Linked DNA regions of Mus musculus: region 2 is linked to region 1. Evidence: chromatin contacts called from public HiChIP or PLAC-seq data. All regions are on one chromosome and are shown on one strand. Each heading gives the region's core, a stretch centred on a gene start, on an enhancer-like site or on the middle of the called end of the contact. The rest is flanking DNA. Distances are from core to core; before and after follow the strand shown. Region 1 has its middle 34 kb from the start of Gm30549. Region 2 has its middle 15 kb from the start of Gm30600.

What was found. HiChIP or PLAC-seq counts read pairs in DNA pulled down with a chosen protein or histone mark.
Region 2: a contact with region 1 is called in an H3K4me3 HiChIP or PLAC-seq map of the SCID.adh cell line, with 10 read pairs. The contact joins two enhancer-like sites. A contact is called at or near these places in 2 of 484 Hi-C or Micro-C datasets (embryonic stem cells and group 2 innate lymphoid cells) and 1 of 115 datasets of contacts at active chromatin or transcription factors (the SCID.adh cell line).

The regions. Positions count from the first base shown.
Region 1 is chr13:37,103,280-37,106,706 of GRCm38.p6, forward strand. No RefSeq gene overlaps it. Among named protein-coding and RNA genes, the nearest start is that of Gm30549, 34 kb to the left of the region's middle. Within about 2 kb of position 1,787, at least 33 of the 459 cell types and tissues checked have an H3K27ac peak or open chromatin away from gene starts, as enhancers often do. A contact at or near this core is called in the SCID.adh cell line, where this site is marked.
Region 2 is chr13:37,232,814-37,236,240 of GRCm38.p6, forward strand. No RefSeq gene overlaps it. Among named protein-coding and RNA genes, the nearest start is that of Gm30600, 15 kb to the right of the region's middle. Within about 2 kb of position 1,753, at least 1 of the 459 cell types and tissues checked has an H3K27ac peak or open chromatin away from gene starts, as enhancers often do. A contact at or near this core is called in the SCID.adh cell line, where this site is marked.

The DNA.
Region 1 (3,427 bases), core at 537-3,036:
TTATAGGTGATAACCCATTGAATCTTCCAAACCATCCGACATTTTAACTGTCTACCTTATCCCCATTTTACAGATGAAGATGATAAAGGCCAGACAGGCTATGAAACAAGCAGTGAGAAAAGCTGTGAGGACTGATTTGCATGTATATGTAACACTTCATGACATGTAATATATAATAAGATTTACGTTTTTAAGTCCTCTTAACCTATGTTGTATTGTGTTATTGTCACTGAAACTGGAGTCCAAGTCTTTTATAAACAAGGTGTCAAAATCCTGTCATCATGTCTGTCTTTTGGTTCCCATTTTGATCATGGTTATTATTATTATTATTATTATTATTATTATTGGATTTTTCCATAGTAAGTTTACCCTGTTTGCTTCAACTGAAATTCCAAGCATTCAGGAGATCTGTCTGCGATTTAGCTTCGCAGCCTGGAAGAACACTGCATGCTAACAACACATCTTTTTCCCTGAGCTATCGGGTACATGCAGATGCCCCTCCCAACAGCTCAGTAGGCTTGGAAGAGCACCACCTTTCATACACAGACAACCTTGTTAACTGCCAACAAATGAGACTCAGAGCAATGCACACAGGAGAGTAAATCTGCTTGGGCAGGTACCTTGTGGTGAATGTAGCTATGAAAACGCCGCTGAAAATGTCACTCTCTACCCCATGTAGGTCCCAGCTGAGTGAAGAGGTATCCACCCTACCTTGAAGTGCTGAGGAACACAGCCTCATATTTATTATTCATAAGAAATGGAGCCCATGCATTTCAGACATCTGCAGAGCATTGCAGCCCTTAATGAGGTGGGGGAACCGAGCCATGCCGCTCCCTGGTGGCCCCCAACTGTGTTTATTTGAATACGTGATCATTAGACTGCACAAGGCTCTCTGGGGCTCAGTGCCCAGAGTGCATTACACCCTGGAGAATGTGAAAATACTTTAATTAACAACAGGAGTGGGCAGCCCTGCTGAGTTCCTTCTGTTACCATCCTCAGGACCTGAGAAACCAGGATGCATGCACCACCCCCACCATCTCTCATTATCAACATAAAAGAAAACCTTAAGCAACGATTTCTTTTAGAATTGTTTTGGAAAGGCCAGTAAGTACAAAATATTTCCCTCTTTTCTTTCCTCTGACTCACCCTTATTAGTAACGAACATTACATCAATATATATAAGCACCTGCAGCATGCTGTACTCGATAGTGCATGCATGCATGAGCTTGCACACACACACACACACACACACACACACACACACATGAGAGAGAGAGTGGAGAGAGAGAGAGAAGGGAAGGAGGGAGAGGGAGAGATGCAGACAGACAGACACAAGGGTGCGATGGGAGAAAGACAATACATCTTTATAATTCACGTACTCTGCAAACATTACAGTCCTCTGGGGTATACAGATGAAGAGCATGCCAGATTGGCTTGAAATGTGTACTCATTTGAATGTGAAAATTTACATTAGTCAATTACTCAGATAAATGTTTTGCTTCATTAACTTAAATGGAACGCTGACAGTTTCCACACATGCTATCTGGCTAAGAGATTTGTTTGTTTGTTTGTTTGTTTTAAAATTTGAGTCATTGGTTTCTGCCTGATTTGAGATCATGTAATAGCCAACCATAACGTGCAGGCCAGGAGAAGAGGGCTGCCACTCCACTGTTACAAGATTGACTGGCTGCATAGCTGTACAGTCTCTGTCCAGAACTGACTTACTACACGTGTACAAGTGAATCTGAGCTGAGCTGGGTCGGGACATATAGATTGGCAGAATATGGCACTGCCCCTAACCACCACTTGTTCCCCAGACTGGCTTCTTGCAACATAGGGTAACTTTATGACAAGGTCTGTGATTGCTCAAGAACTCAGAGGTTGCTTAAGAATGATCTTAGTGGTCCCTGCATCGTTTGAATGCTCTTTTGGAACATCTGCTGATGTCCCTGCACTGATATAGGCCCTCTAAACAGTGGATAATCCACAAAGTGGGAAGGCATCAAAAAAGTAAACACTGACATGTGAAACAGGGAGTGTCACCTTCATTAAGCATCCTCTGTCCCCAGGCATACCAGCAAAAATCCTTTTCGTTTCTTTTTGAGGTAGTACATTGAAGTAGAACAGAAGAATAGTAATCGAAGGAGCCATTTACCTTTTCAAAATTAACTTTAAAACTTCAATAGTTTTAAACTTGCAGATAAAATTTCAAAATGTTAAAAAGAATTTGCATATGTTCCACATACCTAGTGTCCTCTATGATTAAGATTTGTATTAGTCTATTACATTCCTCATAATTGATGAATCAGTAGTAATAGTTATCTTAGTATCAACTAAAGATTCAACTTTACTTAGAATTCCTTAGTTTCAACCTGGTAGCCATTCTCTGATACAGAATTCCATGCAAGTTATTTGAGTATGAGTTAGCTACTTTGGCATGTGTCAAAACACTTGATGTAAATCAAGAGACGATGATTTCGTTGGGCATATGGCTGGATTTCAGAGGTGTTGGTCAATCATGTTAGGGAAGGTAGGGTGGAGCCAAGTGCCCTCTGTCACAGTAACCAGGAGGCAGAGAGAAAGAAGGTTCTGATCACTCTCCTCTTCATTTTATTACACCTGGGTTCTGAGGCTATGTGATGGTGTCTGGGTAAATTCATCATATACCCCCATGCTCATTTAATATCTCTGGAAACACTTTCATAGACACACATACATAGGTGAGCTCTTTAAATTTCACTTCTCAACTCAATAATAATAGTAGTCAAGACTGCCCATCACAGTCCGAATTTAGTTGTTACAGCTTCTTAGGCTCCCCCATGATGTGCCAATTTTCCAGACCTTCTCTAGTTCATGTGACCCTTTCAGTCTGAAGAAACACTGGCCAGGTATCTGGCCAGGTTTTGTGGAGAGTCTTTCAGTCACAATGTGCTGAGTAGCTTCCTTGTGGTTAGTGTGAGGGCTTGTGGTTATGGAGAGAGCGACCACAGAGGTGAAGTACTATTTCATCACTCGATATCAGGAGTACAAACGAACTCGACTAATCACAGGTGTCTGCTCTTTATCCCTGAGAGGATGAATGCCCCCAAACCTTTAACTCTCTCTGCAAAAGTCAGCCTATGGGAGCACCAGCCATACCTACAACCTCCTTGATCCATTTCCTGGACTGTGGTCAGTCTCTTGGGTTCCTTGAATAGTTTATGGACCATAATACTTATCATTTTCAGCATTTGCATTAAATATTTAACATGGACGGCAGCTGCGAATTATCTTACAAGGACTATTATTTCAACCTCAGTCTAGGAAATCAGATTAGGCTCGTTGTACCCACGAGAGAGAACTTTCAGCAACTGAGGGTTTCAAGGAAAAACTTATTCTACTTATTGATCTGGTGATATTACATTTTAAATGTTTGTGTCACGGTCGA
Region 2 (3,427 bases), core at 503-3,002, 130 kb after region 1:
GACTAATACAGCCATATATCACAGTGAAAGTAGTATGTGACAGAGTAAACTGCTTACTTGATAAAGGCCAGGGTGGAGAGAGTAGGGAGAAATGAAGCAAGTGAGAATAGAGGCAAGAATTCTAATATCCTCTTTAAGGACACATCCTCAGTAGCCTAACTTCTGCCCACCAGGCCCAATCAGGTTCCTGGGCTGAGAACCAAACATTCAATGCATGTCTTTGGGTGGATCCACACTATAACATGCAAGTGAGAGGGAGGGTGTTGTATGAATAAGATATAATGCTATCTGTAGTTTAAGGCAAGTTTTATGTAGATAAGGAAGTACTGTTGGAATGTGTTGTGAGACTGAAGCTAACACCAAGTTTGATGTCTATATTGGAATATGGAGCAATATGGAAGATGGCACCTTGCCTGCATAGTTGTAAGAAATCTTCCCACCTCTACCTCTTTTCTCAGGCAGGCTGCTGAAAGACACAAGAAATCAATAGGCCACAAAATAGAAACAATTTTAAACTCCAGGAAAAGTCCTCCTTTTCCGATGTAATGATGCCATGGCCTGTCTCCAGACCTTGGATGAGAATGGGCCATTGAGAAGGTCCCTTGAGGGCATAGAAGCAGAAAAGTTGAACTTTAAGAGCAAGAAAGATTTCTTTTTTCATTAAAAGAAAAAGGTGTGTTTAGATTTACAGTACCCAAGAAAGTGCAGACAAGAAGATGAGAATTTCATGATGGAATAAGACAATTTAGGAAAGGCAGAGAGGGTAAAAAGAGCACCCGGCTTATTTTAGTACAGATACACAGAGAGTGGTGTGTGTGTGTGAGAGAGAGTGGCGTGGGGGGGGGGGCTTTCCAGGAAAATTGGAAGCAAGTGAAGATATATAGGGAAAAAATGCACACCAGTGTTCCCAATGATAGGCACAGGTGTTCATCCTGTAGCAAGACGCATTTTAGTGTTCCCCAAGGATCATGTAATCCTAGAACCTTACAGCATTAAATATTTCCAGATGAAATCTTTGTATTGTGGGCCCTACATCTGATGATTGGTGCCCTCCCAAAGAAAAGGAATAGGAGGAGATGTGGACACATTCCATGTAAAGACAGAGGCCAAGGTGGTGAGATGCTGCCACAAGACAAGGTGCAGAAACGAGAACAGGCAAAGTACAACCTTGCTCTAAGCCAATGGAGAGAGTATGGTCTAGACACCACTTTCATCTCAGACCGCTGGTCTCTAGAATTGGAACAGAACAGGCTTGTGTTGTTTTGAGGTCCTCATATACGGTCATTTGCCTCATCAGCTGAAGAAAACTAACATATACACCAAGCCACCCCATATAGTTTATACAGCAAGGGCTTAATAAATACGATTGACTAACGAACCATCAGATGAATCTCATGGACTGTGAAACCAGAGGTACAACTGCACTTGCACTATGCTTAGGGGAGAGTGAAGATGTAGCACTTGACCTTCCTCTTTTAAGCTCTGCAACTAGTGCCCTCCAGGGGAAGAGTGTGAAGTCTAGAAAAGGAGACGTGGGGTGAACCCTGCACTCCATTTCAACTACTTCAGGCAAAAGTGGGATCTACTGAGAATTAGGCACCTGTGCTTCCTGGTGGGGTGGGCAGGAAAGAAGCAGAACCACATACAGCATGTCTTCTTCAGGACCCAGAGCAAAAAGGCAACCTTGGAGTTCACAGTGCCTTACTCAACCAAGGAGCAAGTTGCATTGTCCCCAGCACCCAGTGTCCTACTATGTCCTGGGGGTTACTTCTCTGTACCATTTCCTAGCTAGGGAAGCTAGAGACCCCGTGTACAGTCTTTCCTTCCTAGTTAAGTTCACAGATTGGTTTCATTGTCCACTGTTCTGACCTGATGAGATGATGCCAGGTTGATCCTGCTTGTGAGTGACTGAAGTGTGGGAAGCCACATGTGCCGTTGCAGAGTGGCACTGACTACTGCTGGCCACCACGCATAAGTTTGTACAAACAACCAATGTGTACATATGCAGTAAAGTTTTTTGCAAAGACACTGCCTGGCCCGGGCATGATAATGAGGTTCTGTAAGGTACTGAGAGAGTAACCAATCAGATGTGAGACATGCAAATGAGGTATGATAATGAGGTTCTGTAAGGTACTGAGAGAGTAACCAATCAGATGTGAGACATGCAAATGAGGTATGATAATGAGGCTCTGTGAGGTACTGAGAGAGAGTAGCCAATCAGATGAGGAACATGCAAATGAGGAGCGTAGTGCATAACCAATCCGGGTGTGAGACACGCCTCTCCTAGGCCTATAAAAGCAGCACCAGTTCTGGGCTCGGGGTCTTTTTGCCTCTGCAATCAAGCTCTCCCAATAAACGTGTGCAGAAGGATCCTGTTGCAGCGTCGTTACTCCTGGCCAGTCCGGCGCGCAAGACTGATGTGTATTATTCTTCACTTCTTGGCCCTCTCCCCAACTGTTTTCTGCCTTTCGTCCTAGCTGCAGTGAATTGGCTTTGGCAGAGTGCACCAGCCAGGCTCTGGGCCCTGGCATTCTGCTGGGAAGCAGAGATGCTGACAGTAGACAGATAAGGGTAAGGCCAGTTCAAGGTTAAATAAGTGTATCTCCAGCTCCCTTTGTACTTTCTCCCAAAAGGGCTTATAAATGTAAATATCACTTTTATTTCTTCAGATGATGGAATAAGATGAAAACCATACCCAAGCTTTACATATACATGGCTTGGGCTGAGCATTTCTAACTATCCCTGGGCCTAGGCCTGGAAGCTTCTAACATACATATAATCTAATCTTCTGCAAGCCCAGACCTTGAAGGATTTAGCTTCCAGCCTCTGTCTGCTAAACTAGGCCTAGAATGTTTCAGCCTCTAAGAGTTACTACTAAATAAACTCACTCTTTTCTTGCTCTTTCTGAACTCTGACTGGCTGGTTTTACTCAGCTGGCCTGGCTCAAACTCTCCAAGCTAATTGATTCATATTGGCTTCTTTTGGCTTCTGACTGAATTGCTCTGCTTGGAAAGGCTGCCTCTGAACTCCATGAACTGAACTGGTCCAAATTCAACTCAACTCACTCAATTGAACTGCACCCAACTAAACTAAACACCGCTATCTGACTGAACTCAACTGACTCTCTCCCTCACTGCTCTTTAAGTAGATCCTCTTTCCTGCCTGTTCTCATGAGAATTGGGTGTATCCTGTCTCTGACTCATTCTGTCAAATCTTTCTCTGATTAATTACTTTGTCTGCCCCTCAATTATACATCATGGTTTAGAATAAAAATTTTGTACTAAAGAGGTGTGTGTATTTTAGACAGAGGGACTAAAGGAGTATGTTCCAGAAAGATTAAAGGTGTGTGGTACATTTGCATTCCAGTCAGATATGTGATCTCTGGCCAGAGCAGCCATGTTGCCCAATTAAAATTCTCTATAATGGC